Linked DNA regions of Zea mays: region 1 is linked to region 2. A link is a contact called in public Hi-C data. All regions are on one chromosome and are shown on one strand. The core of a region is the stretch at or near the end of the contact, and the rest is flanking DNA. Distances in the headings are between cores, read along the strand shown. Region 1 holds the start of LOC100194358. Region 2 holds the start of LOC100193513 (ATP-dependent protease La (LON) domain protein).

Region 1 (4,935 bases), core at 2,298-4,797, 270 kb after region 2:
CGCTACTAATGTGAATGGAGCTTGGGAGTCAGATTGGTGCATATGGGGTGAGCGATCGACTACTTGCTTGCTCGTTTCTAAATTGATGGAGCGGGGAATTGAGTTGCATGTGTTTATGGCGGCGACGACGCCCATGAGGATGCATGCCATGTATTTGTGGAATTACGGCAACCTTCATTGAGTCTTGGAGAGCTACTTCTATGGTCGTAATCTGAAGAAGGTTCTCAAAGACCAGCTGAACGGAAGATGGGATCATTCTTTTCTCTGCTAGAATTCATGTACATTGACATTTAATCGGCAAACACAACTCAAGCTCTCATGGCATGCATATCCCTATCTGAATTTGAGGCAAATATAATTGGGTTTAGTAAAATACTTGTCCCTCAAATAGCAGAGATAATTTCCATAGGATCACCAGATCTTATTTTTACATTCACTACCGCAATTGCAATTATATTTGTTGCAGCAGACTACATAAATCTTACCTGCTCTTTTGAAATAGTAGGTTCTATAGATAGATTGGTCTTCTTGGTGCCTGTGAAAATACTTCAACTCTAGCTAACAACTTATCTTCCATTCTGGCCAAGATATCTGAGCATGTTTGATGCCACAATTGCTTATGAAATTTGACAAGAATTCCCATGAATCAAATTGCATATCTCTTGTTTGCAGAAAATGAACAATGTATGAAAATGTGTTTGCAAGACTTGCATCTTTAATAAAGGTTGGAATGTTGAAGGCTGTTGAGACTATGATTGAATCAGAAATTGAAAAGAATCTTCTTGTGCTTATAGGCAATGGTTCCAAGATTTCATAGCACCACGTGATTACCATGCTAAAAACATTCAGTGAATTTGGTGCTCCACTTCAAGGGTGCATGGGACCTGCAGTGTTGCTTTATTTGACATGGCATGCTCGGATCAGTTTGAAAAGTTTTGTTTTATTTGACAGAAATGTATTGCAACCACCAAAGCCCCAACAATTGTTTAAGGTGGTTCTTTATAATATCCTTTAGAGAGACGGCAAAAATATCATTGAAACAATCCAATGTTATTATCTCTTGCTAAAATGGCAAATGATATAAGGGTGCAAGACCTTCTTTTGGAAAGCTTTATATTTAAGCTTTATGTAAAAAATAAGGTGAAATTATGTATAAGTGAGTGTTTGAACCTTAGTTGTTGGCTCCACATTCATACTCATCTAATCAATAGAAAATATATATTTTATGTTTTATTAAAATAAAATTAATCCTATATTATATATAAAAAACGTAGCAATGTATAGCCATACGACTAGTCTTTTTGGTAAGCGATTGATGTGAAAAAATATCGGGACGCACACGTAATACACGCACAAGGCAGCATTCAGCTCCAAACGTGGTATGCGCTGCTGTGCAACGCAACTGATCGATGGTATAGGTGACTATAGATGGCCAGCCGTGCCGAGCTAATCGGGCCGGCCCGGAGCACGGCACGACCCGTAGTGCCTGGGCACGGCACGACACGGCTGATGTCGGGCCCGTGCCGGCACGGGCCTATAGGTAGTGCCGTGCCTGGGCCGAGCATCAGGCACGCTGGGCCAGCACGGGCACGACACGATTAGCCCCTAGGCACGGTTAGACACGATTATACATGATTAGATCCAAACACGACTAGTTAGTTGTGTGCTGTAATCTTTTTTCTTATCTAGGGTTTTCTCATAAGGGTGAGTTTTTACCTAAATAGGTTATTAATGAGTCAGCCATTGCACTAAACAGTTCAATATTAGCTATTTTAGTATGTTTTAACTGTGTTTGTGAATATTTGACTAAAATTCTGTGGTGTAGTGCTAAATGGGCTATATGGGCTAAACGGGCTATATGGGCTAAACGAGCTATATGGGCTAAACGGGCTAAACGGGCCGGCACGGCACGGCTAAGCAGGCTTAGTGCCATGCTTGGACCTGACTTTAGGCACTAGTGCCGTGCCGGCACAGCACGGCTATTAAAAGTCGTGCCCTAACCATGCCGTGCCGCCCATTTGGCCATCTCTATAGGCGACCATGCTCAATTAGGCTACGTGTAGTGCATGCGTATGGGAGCTGCAATTCCGAGTCATGAAAACATGATGGCTCAAACATAACGTGGAAAGGATTGTTATTCGTTTGCTTAAATTAATCGACCTTCACTTCTTTTTTTCGGGGAATCCTATTCTACGACTACGAGTGTCTTCTGTGTTGTGTATGCAAGCGAAAGAGAAAAAAAAGTCTAAAGATAAAGTTATTATTCTGGCCCTCATACTGATGCTCAGCCCATACGGTCCAAGCGCACAAGCAGCACGTCCCATTCACTCAACCCATCAAAGCTGGCAGACATCCGGCCCAAGCACCAGCAACCTGTTATCCACAGTCACCTCTCTTCTTTCCCATTCAGGTACTAGAGGTGCTCGATGGTGAAATTAGTTTAAAAACTTAAATTCCCTTAAAATTAGAGGGAATCAAGTGAAAAAAAATTCCCTTAAACTCCTAGATGATTTAAGTTTTAAACTAGACCTTAAGATGATACAGTACCCAATCAAAAACTACAAGAGATTTAAATTTCTAAACTAGCCTAAGTAAAAACATTTGCGGCTCTTATAGTTGAATCTTATATCATGTTATTAAAAAACAGATCACGTTATTTAGGAAATAAAAGGTTAGAAATGAGTATAAGGATGCAACATATGAGATCCTATATTTAAGACACGAGAGGTCGAATTCTATATTTTTTTTTGTGAAATATAATTCTATTAGAGCATGTTTTTGTTGTTATAGTTGTACATTTCAAAATACAACTCCCATTAGGACTCCTATTGAGAAGATGCTCCGAGGGATACCTGGACCTTGTGCCAAGCGGAAACTTCAAGCATGTCTAATTCTCCAGTAGCAGGCATGGTAGCCTTCATCGTCAAACATTCGTAGCATAATCAGGTGCATTTCTGTTGGGAGTTTCCTAGTTCCTGCAAGACGGCTGGGGCACGCAGGTTTCCTGAACTATCATGGAAGTGTTCCTGCTGATTCTTCCTTCCAATGTGAGATGCCCCGGACGGGACTCGTGTACCTTCTCAGGTTTGCGTGTCGAGGAGCAAAGAACTTGCGTGGATCATACACTGCTACGCGAAGATTCGTGTAAAGTTTGTACTCCTTGGAACTGTACGAGTTTTCAGAGCTTGGGAAATACTCGTACGCCTTCCAATGAAAACTTTGAGGAGTTACAACTTTTTTTTTTCGATGATCAGAATTCAGAAGTTGCGACAAGTCGTTTGACCGCAAGAGAAAGTTCCGTAGGCCGATGTGAACTCGGGCTGGCCCGTGCCAATTACTAGCGTCGCACAAGGCACAGAGCGGCCCAATAAAGCCGAGCAACCGCAAGTCTGCAACCAGGAAGGAGCAGGCAAAAGAATCGGCGCCCCTCCACTACACTGCAGGCTGCAGCAGCGGCCGGCCAGCAGGAGGGAAAGGACAGCTCCGAAGCCCGAACCCTCAACCCCCAGCCGACCCCGCCCATGGCCTCCTCCTCCCACTCCCGGCGCGGCCGCAGCGCACGGCAGGCCCCCTTCTTCCGCGACCTCGCCACCCCGATCCCGTCCCACCGCGGCGTCTCGCGCTTCGCCTCGGGGGCTTCCCCCTCCGCGGCCCCCTCCGCCACGCCGCCGCCGCCGCCCATCTTCACCCTCGACGACCTCTATGCCTCCGCGGACTTCTCCCCGGACCCCACCGCGTCCGACCTCCTCCCCGTCGCGTCGTCCCCCTCCCCCCGCGCCGCCGCCAGCTGCTCGCCGCCATGGGACCTGTCCCGGGGCAAGGTGTCCCTCTCGGCACCAGGATCCCCCATGGATGGGGTCGTTGAGCCGGCCCGGAAAGAGGTACTCGCTTTGCCGCCGCCTGCGAGCCCTGGCACCCCACCTCCTGCCACGACAGCGGAGGTTCAGTCACCGGTGTCCCCCGCGCAAGCACCGGCTAGGACGGAGCCGGTGGCGAACGGTGGGGAGGCCGAACGGGAGGAGTGGATCACTGTATTTGGGTGAGAAAATAATGCTTATGCTTCGTGTTGTACATGGACTATTAGCTTATAAGTTTGTCGGGATAAGCATATGAACACGGTAGATTTGGTTAGGGGTAACTCTGGTGCTATGGTGCATGTTCATCATGATTTGACACGCTCCTTGCGTTTTCTTGCTCCCTCGGCAGCAATTTGCTAAGCCCTAATTGTAGGTGCCTTGTATGATAAATTGATACGGTTCTGTTGGCACTTCTTCTACAGATTTTCTATTGGAGTCACCAACCTTGTTCTTCGGGAATTCGAGAAATGTGGAGTAATATTGAGACATTACTCTGGCCCAAGAGATGGAAATTGGATCCACATATTGTACGAGGTAATTATACTTTAACTATTGTTGTTCTTCCTTTTTTCTGTTTTACCATTTAATTTAATTTCATGTACCAATGTCTCGCAAAGTAGTCATATTAGCTCAGGCTGCGCTGTAGCTTACCAGCGAGTTTAGTTGCCAGTGAACTGAAGCAAACTCAGTTGGGTTCCCCCATTTGGTTGAATAATACTGTTCTTGTACGGGTTTATTATAGTGTCCAATTTTAGCGGCACAACATATCCTTGTGTGTAAATGTGATGGTATATGTTTTTGGTTATCCCTTGAACATGAAGCATATAGGAAACTTGCCTTGTGTGTAAATGTGATGGTATATGTTTTTGGTTATCCCTTGAACATGAAGCATATAGGAAACTTGTTTTTGGGTAGGTTTTCAGCGTATCATCCTCAGGGTAGCATCACAGGGAACTTATAAAATGATGCATTGTTATGTGTCTGCTGACGATGGGTTTACAAATATCCTTGTTAAGATGCTGGAAAATAAATAGAAATGTCATGTGCTTTCTGAATTCCCTTGGCACAGTCAAGTTAT
Region 2 (4,864 bases), core at 1,794-4,293:
TCTCTTGTTTTTGCTATTGGCGATGACTGGAGAGGCGTCAAGCAAAGATTGTTATCATTTCTCATGTTGGTCTTCTTGTCGGAATGACTTGATGCACCACTTTCCCTCACAGAATGTTGTTTCCGCTTCCAAAACTGTTTGGGCATCAAATCCCCGTCTTCATCTGAGGATGATTTCATCGAGTCACTTGACTGTGAACCTAGATGGCACAACCTTGAATCCATTGATGAAGGGTTGCTTATTTTACTGTTTGGTGATGGAGTGTTGCACTCTAGTTCTGAATCTATATGATCTTGTTTCATAGGAGACCTATCCAAACTGATGACTGATGACGAAGCATGCAAATTGAAGGTATTGCATGCAGCTACCTGAGCAAATGCATCTCTAGGAGTTCTCAAGGGAGTATCTTCTTCAATAATTTGTACCTCACCCCACACCTATTGAGAAGAGTAAATGAAGCTAGCTATATTCTTTAAAATGTTCATATTTCAAAAGAATGATAACATGTTTGGACTTACCACCCGATCAACATCAATCCAATGCCTCCTTAAACGAAATCTTTGCTGCCCACGGGCAACAACATTTAATGAACCATCTTCCAACCTTCCAAATTGACGTATCTATAAGGTGAACAAAAATAAATATCAGCTGAGCTGAACAGGGCATTTTAAGAAGAAATTGTTGCAACTTGTGATGTTGATTAAATAACCAAAAGGGAATGAAGCCCACGAGATGCATATTAACAAGTTAATGTTCATAATCATACTAGAGATGAGATAATCTTGAAGCTTTATGCACACAAAATCAATAGTATTTAGTCAGGGGACACATGATTAGACACATGGCAGTTCATACGCGATTCAATTGTTCTTTAGAAGACATCCAACCACATGAAAGTTTGGTGAACAATCGCTAATTGATCTACAAAATGGAACAGAAATCACAGTAGAAACAGGTGTGCAAGACCTCTGCGGTTGTTCCAACTGAAGCAGTAGCATAATGTCGATGATTTGGGAGTCGTCGCATGAGAACCTGGATAATTGGACCATAATCACTACAAATAAAATCAACAAGAAAAAGTAGCAGGCTAGCAGTTGAATTTAACATGATTGGCACGTACCACCCCAATTGTGCATGGAGCATCGACCAGTCTCAAAGCTTTGTCAATAGTTACTACTAATCTATCCTGAATTACTCTGAGAGGCAGGGTAGCTCCAGGAAATAGAACAACGCCTGCAAAACCAAAATGCACAGACCATTATTTCTGATACACTGTTTATGAGAGCTGACAGTTTTAAATTATGGCTGCAATCTGTTAATGCATTGTCCGGCATAGTCAAGTGAAAGATCGGTGGATGTGTGTCTCATCTCTAATGCACAGGCTTTGCAGCCAAGGCGAAGTTTTCTCACATAACCGATATCCATACACATTCAAGGATCCCAAAGAACTAGTATAAATCGCAAATCATTCTTGATTGACAAGAGAAACCCTAATCCTTCTGGACGTTCCTATTGGGCACCATGCAGGAGCTGTTCAATTTCGCATGTCTTATATTTACTGCATAAATATGAATACATTTGTAACATTATTATACTGCTACAAAACAAGATAAACTTCCACATACCCACTAACAGTACTAACAGGTATAGAGAAACTTGTATCCATGCCACTTGAATGATATAATTTAAACAGGAACATGCGAACCACAACTTAGAAGAGCAGATAAAAATATGATGAATGAAAGTACAGTGGAGTTGGAGCAAATGTTACTTATCTCCCTTTAATATAAATACTGAAAAGATGATCAAAAGAAAATAAAGAATGTAGGAGAGAGAATAAGTACAATCAGATATTACCTTGAAGATAAAACATTGGCAAGTTGAGGATTGTGCCACCATCTAAAAGAGTAACTCTACCCCGAGTATCGTCAACCTCTGAGTGATATAAAAAAAAGAGCTTCACAGTTTGCAATCGGCATGATAAACATGTTAAGATTAGGTTGACATTTACCGCCAAGGTATGTGTGCAGTGAAGCTAGAGACCTATTGAATGTGAATGGTCCAGAGGTGCTAGCCACTCCATCTCCATTGTTATCTCTGATAAATAGAAACATTCAAATGGTTGAACAAATTTGGATAAACATCTAAACAATACTACGAAAAAGTCTGTAGGCGGTCTCCAAAGGTACCAAATCTCTGTATAGAAAGAATGAAGTGAATAAGCACAGAAATTGTAAGGCTGAACATTGCTCTAAGCTAACTGCAATTTTCAGCAGTCAACAAACTTATCATGAATTCCATTTGAATCAAAACACAAGGCATTGCAAGAATGGAAAAATAATCGCAAAGAGAGCAAGCTATTATTTTTTCATTCTAAAATGTGAAGGAAAATGGATCTAAAATGTGAAACGTCGGTGAAGGATGCGAAGTTAACACTACCCCGACTTTCCAGAGTTGTTGTTCCTTTAAGCTGAAATCCCCAAATCCCCATCCTAGGCAAATAGACTAGCTCCTCAAGGCTGGATTTCGGACGCTTAAGATCTTCATAAGCTTAACGATCTCCGACCACAGCCTCCAAATTGCCACGTTGAAATGTTACCGAAAACTAACTGCACTGGCTAGGCCTTTGCTAAATCAACTCTACAAGAAATGGATAAGCAACATCGGTACCTACGACAAATACATGGAGCAGCACAGTGGGGCCCACCGTTGGAGGAGGAGGAGGAGGGTAAAATACACGCATGGAGTTGAAGGAAGGATTGTACAGTGGTCTCGTGGCCAGTGTCCTTCGAATCACCTGAGGAAGGCATCGACGTCGTAGTCCTCCTCGTTGCCGTCACCCTCCTCTTCCTCCTCGTCTTCTTCGTTGTCGTCGACGACCTCCACGTTGAGCTCCTCCATGTCGAGCTGCAGGATCTCCTCCATCTGCCGCCGCTCCCGCGGCGGGATCCCCTCCCAGTCCGCCATCACGCCACCGCCCGCCGGTGCCGGGGACGGAGCCAGAGAGTCAGAGACACCACCCCAGAAACGCAAGCGAGATTTGGCCAATCTTCGGTTCGTCTCCTCGCCTTTCTGCTGGGTTGTATGGTGGCCGCGGGCCCGCGGCCCACTTGTCCATTAAGACACTTCTCGACGCGGTCAAGCTCTTTTCCCCTCTAGCGTCAGGCCCACGTGTATACGGCCCAACCATCACTCGCCCTATCCCGGCAGCCCGATTCTGTGGCCTGTCATACCGGCAATTGTGTTCTTGTCGAGTGTAATTGTGATTTTGTCCATCAAAATTCGACTTTGTGATTTCTTGTCTTTTTTTTAAACGAAAAACAAGGCTGTCTCTGTGAAATAGGACATATAAATATAAATTTATCCTTCAATCATAATTGCCACTCCTTTGAAGGATAAAATCACAATTACCACACAACAGGTTTTTCAGTGTAACATACATCCTTCGTCTAGGCTCTTAAGCTAGTGCTGCTGAGTGCCGACTAGCTAAGTAAGAGCAGCCTAGACTGATGTGGTCTGGTCAAAAAAACTCGATGGAGTTCGCGTCGTGAGATTCTTTGATGTTTGTGTTTATGTGCAACTGTTCAGAAGAGTCAGTAACCATTGAGAGGCTTTGGTTTCGCTGGTCGATAATGTAAGCAGCAGTGTTGGAAATAGATGACCGGAGCGGCAAACGTGTCGTGAGTTTGATGTCTCTAGCTGAGTTGGTTAGGTGGTCTAATCAGCCTAAATTTGACTCGGTTGTCTCTATCGGACACCTGATGCACGTTACTCAACTAACATTAACCTCTACTTCTGTATTTTTGGCACAAACTGGAAAAAAAACTTTATTAAGATAAGCATTTGGTAAATATCTCTCTTAACTTCTCCCTAGTTAACTTATTCCTCAATGGGGAAGTGACTTAGTACTCGGTAAGGACGGAAGAGAAGAAGAAAAGACAACAATATTCCTTTTCCTCCATTTCATATCTTTGCAAGGCCCTGAGCATATGGTGATTTCATGGGCCACACGCCCACACAGCCTATGGTTGCTCTATTTTCGAACGTTTTGTTTGAATGTTCATGTGCGTTGGGGTGGTTGGATATACTAGAATTTTAAATGAAATTTATGTTAGATCGTTCTGACCTATATAGATTGATATAGTTTTCCACGCAGAAAACGACCCCAAGCCTGCACCGCGGACCATCTGCACTGCACGGCAGCGCCGGCCTGCGTGGAGCGATTTGGCTCAGCACGGCCGGCTTCGTTCGAAAGTGGAAAAAGTTGACAAGCAGTACGCGAGCGCGGGAGCACGATTGGAATTGTTTGACGTCGTCGACGCTGCCGAACGTGCCGGCCACCAATTGGTTCCCCGCGTCCCTGCCCTGCCAATGCTGCCATCACCGAGGAAAAATCTCGGTTTTACCCATGGATAAATAAAAATATCAGGAGTGGAGTGCCATTTCGGGCTAGTAGCGGTACGGTGACATAGCTGCGGAAGGCCATTCCCGTGGTTTCTTGAGGAGCCGAGGGCTCTCTCGGCTTTAATTTGGGCTCCACAAAGCTTCCAAAGCGTCACGCGCGGGCACGCTTTATGAATGTTGGAGGCTTTAGACTGTGTTCAACGGACGCCGCTACCACTCCCCTCCCCTAACACTGTAGCCGTTTTAGGGGCTACAGTGCGCCCCTATTCTCTTCACCGCCTTCCTCCTCCTCCTCCTCCTCCTCCTCTCCCCTCCCGATTCCTTCTCTCTCCCGCTAAATGGATGGGCACGCTACGGCGCTCGCGTGCCCTCCGGTTGCTAGCTTCCCAGAGAAGCCCGCGCGGTCGGAAAACTCCGAGGAGCGAGCTCCAGGCGACTCCACGGACACCGCACCACCGCC

What was found. A called contact is a pair of places that touch in the nucleus more often than the background predicts.
Region 1: a Hi-C map of leaf shows a contact between it and region 2, with 10 times the contacts expected there. The contact joins the promoter of LOC100194358 here to the promoter of LOC100193513 in region 2. A contact is called at or near these places in 7 of 25 Hi-C or Micro-C datasets (bundle sheath, ear, endosperm and 3 more).

Annotation. Positions count from the first base shown.
Region 1 is chr6:172,098,213-172,103,147 of Zm-B73-REFERENCE-NAM-5.0, forward strand. It overlaps LOC100194358, which reads left to right and starts at 3,548. Exons shown (of 3, transcript NM_001139393.1): 1 at 3,548-4,039; 2 at 4,280-4,391. The coding sequence starts at 3,849.
Region 2 is chr6:171,826,659-171,831,522 of Zm-B73-REFERENCE-NAM-5.0, forward strand. LOC100193513 (ATP-dependent protease La (LON) domain protein) reads right to left here and starts at 3,044. Exons shown (of 10, transcript NM_001138625.1): 1 at 2,798-3,044; 2 at 2,012-2,097; 3 at 1,858-1,935; 4 at 1,121-1,233; 5 at 967-1,032; 6 at 519-620; 7 at 1-437. The coding sequence starts at 2,967.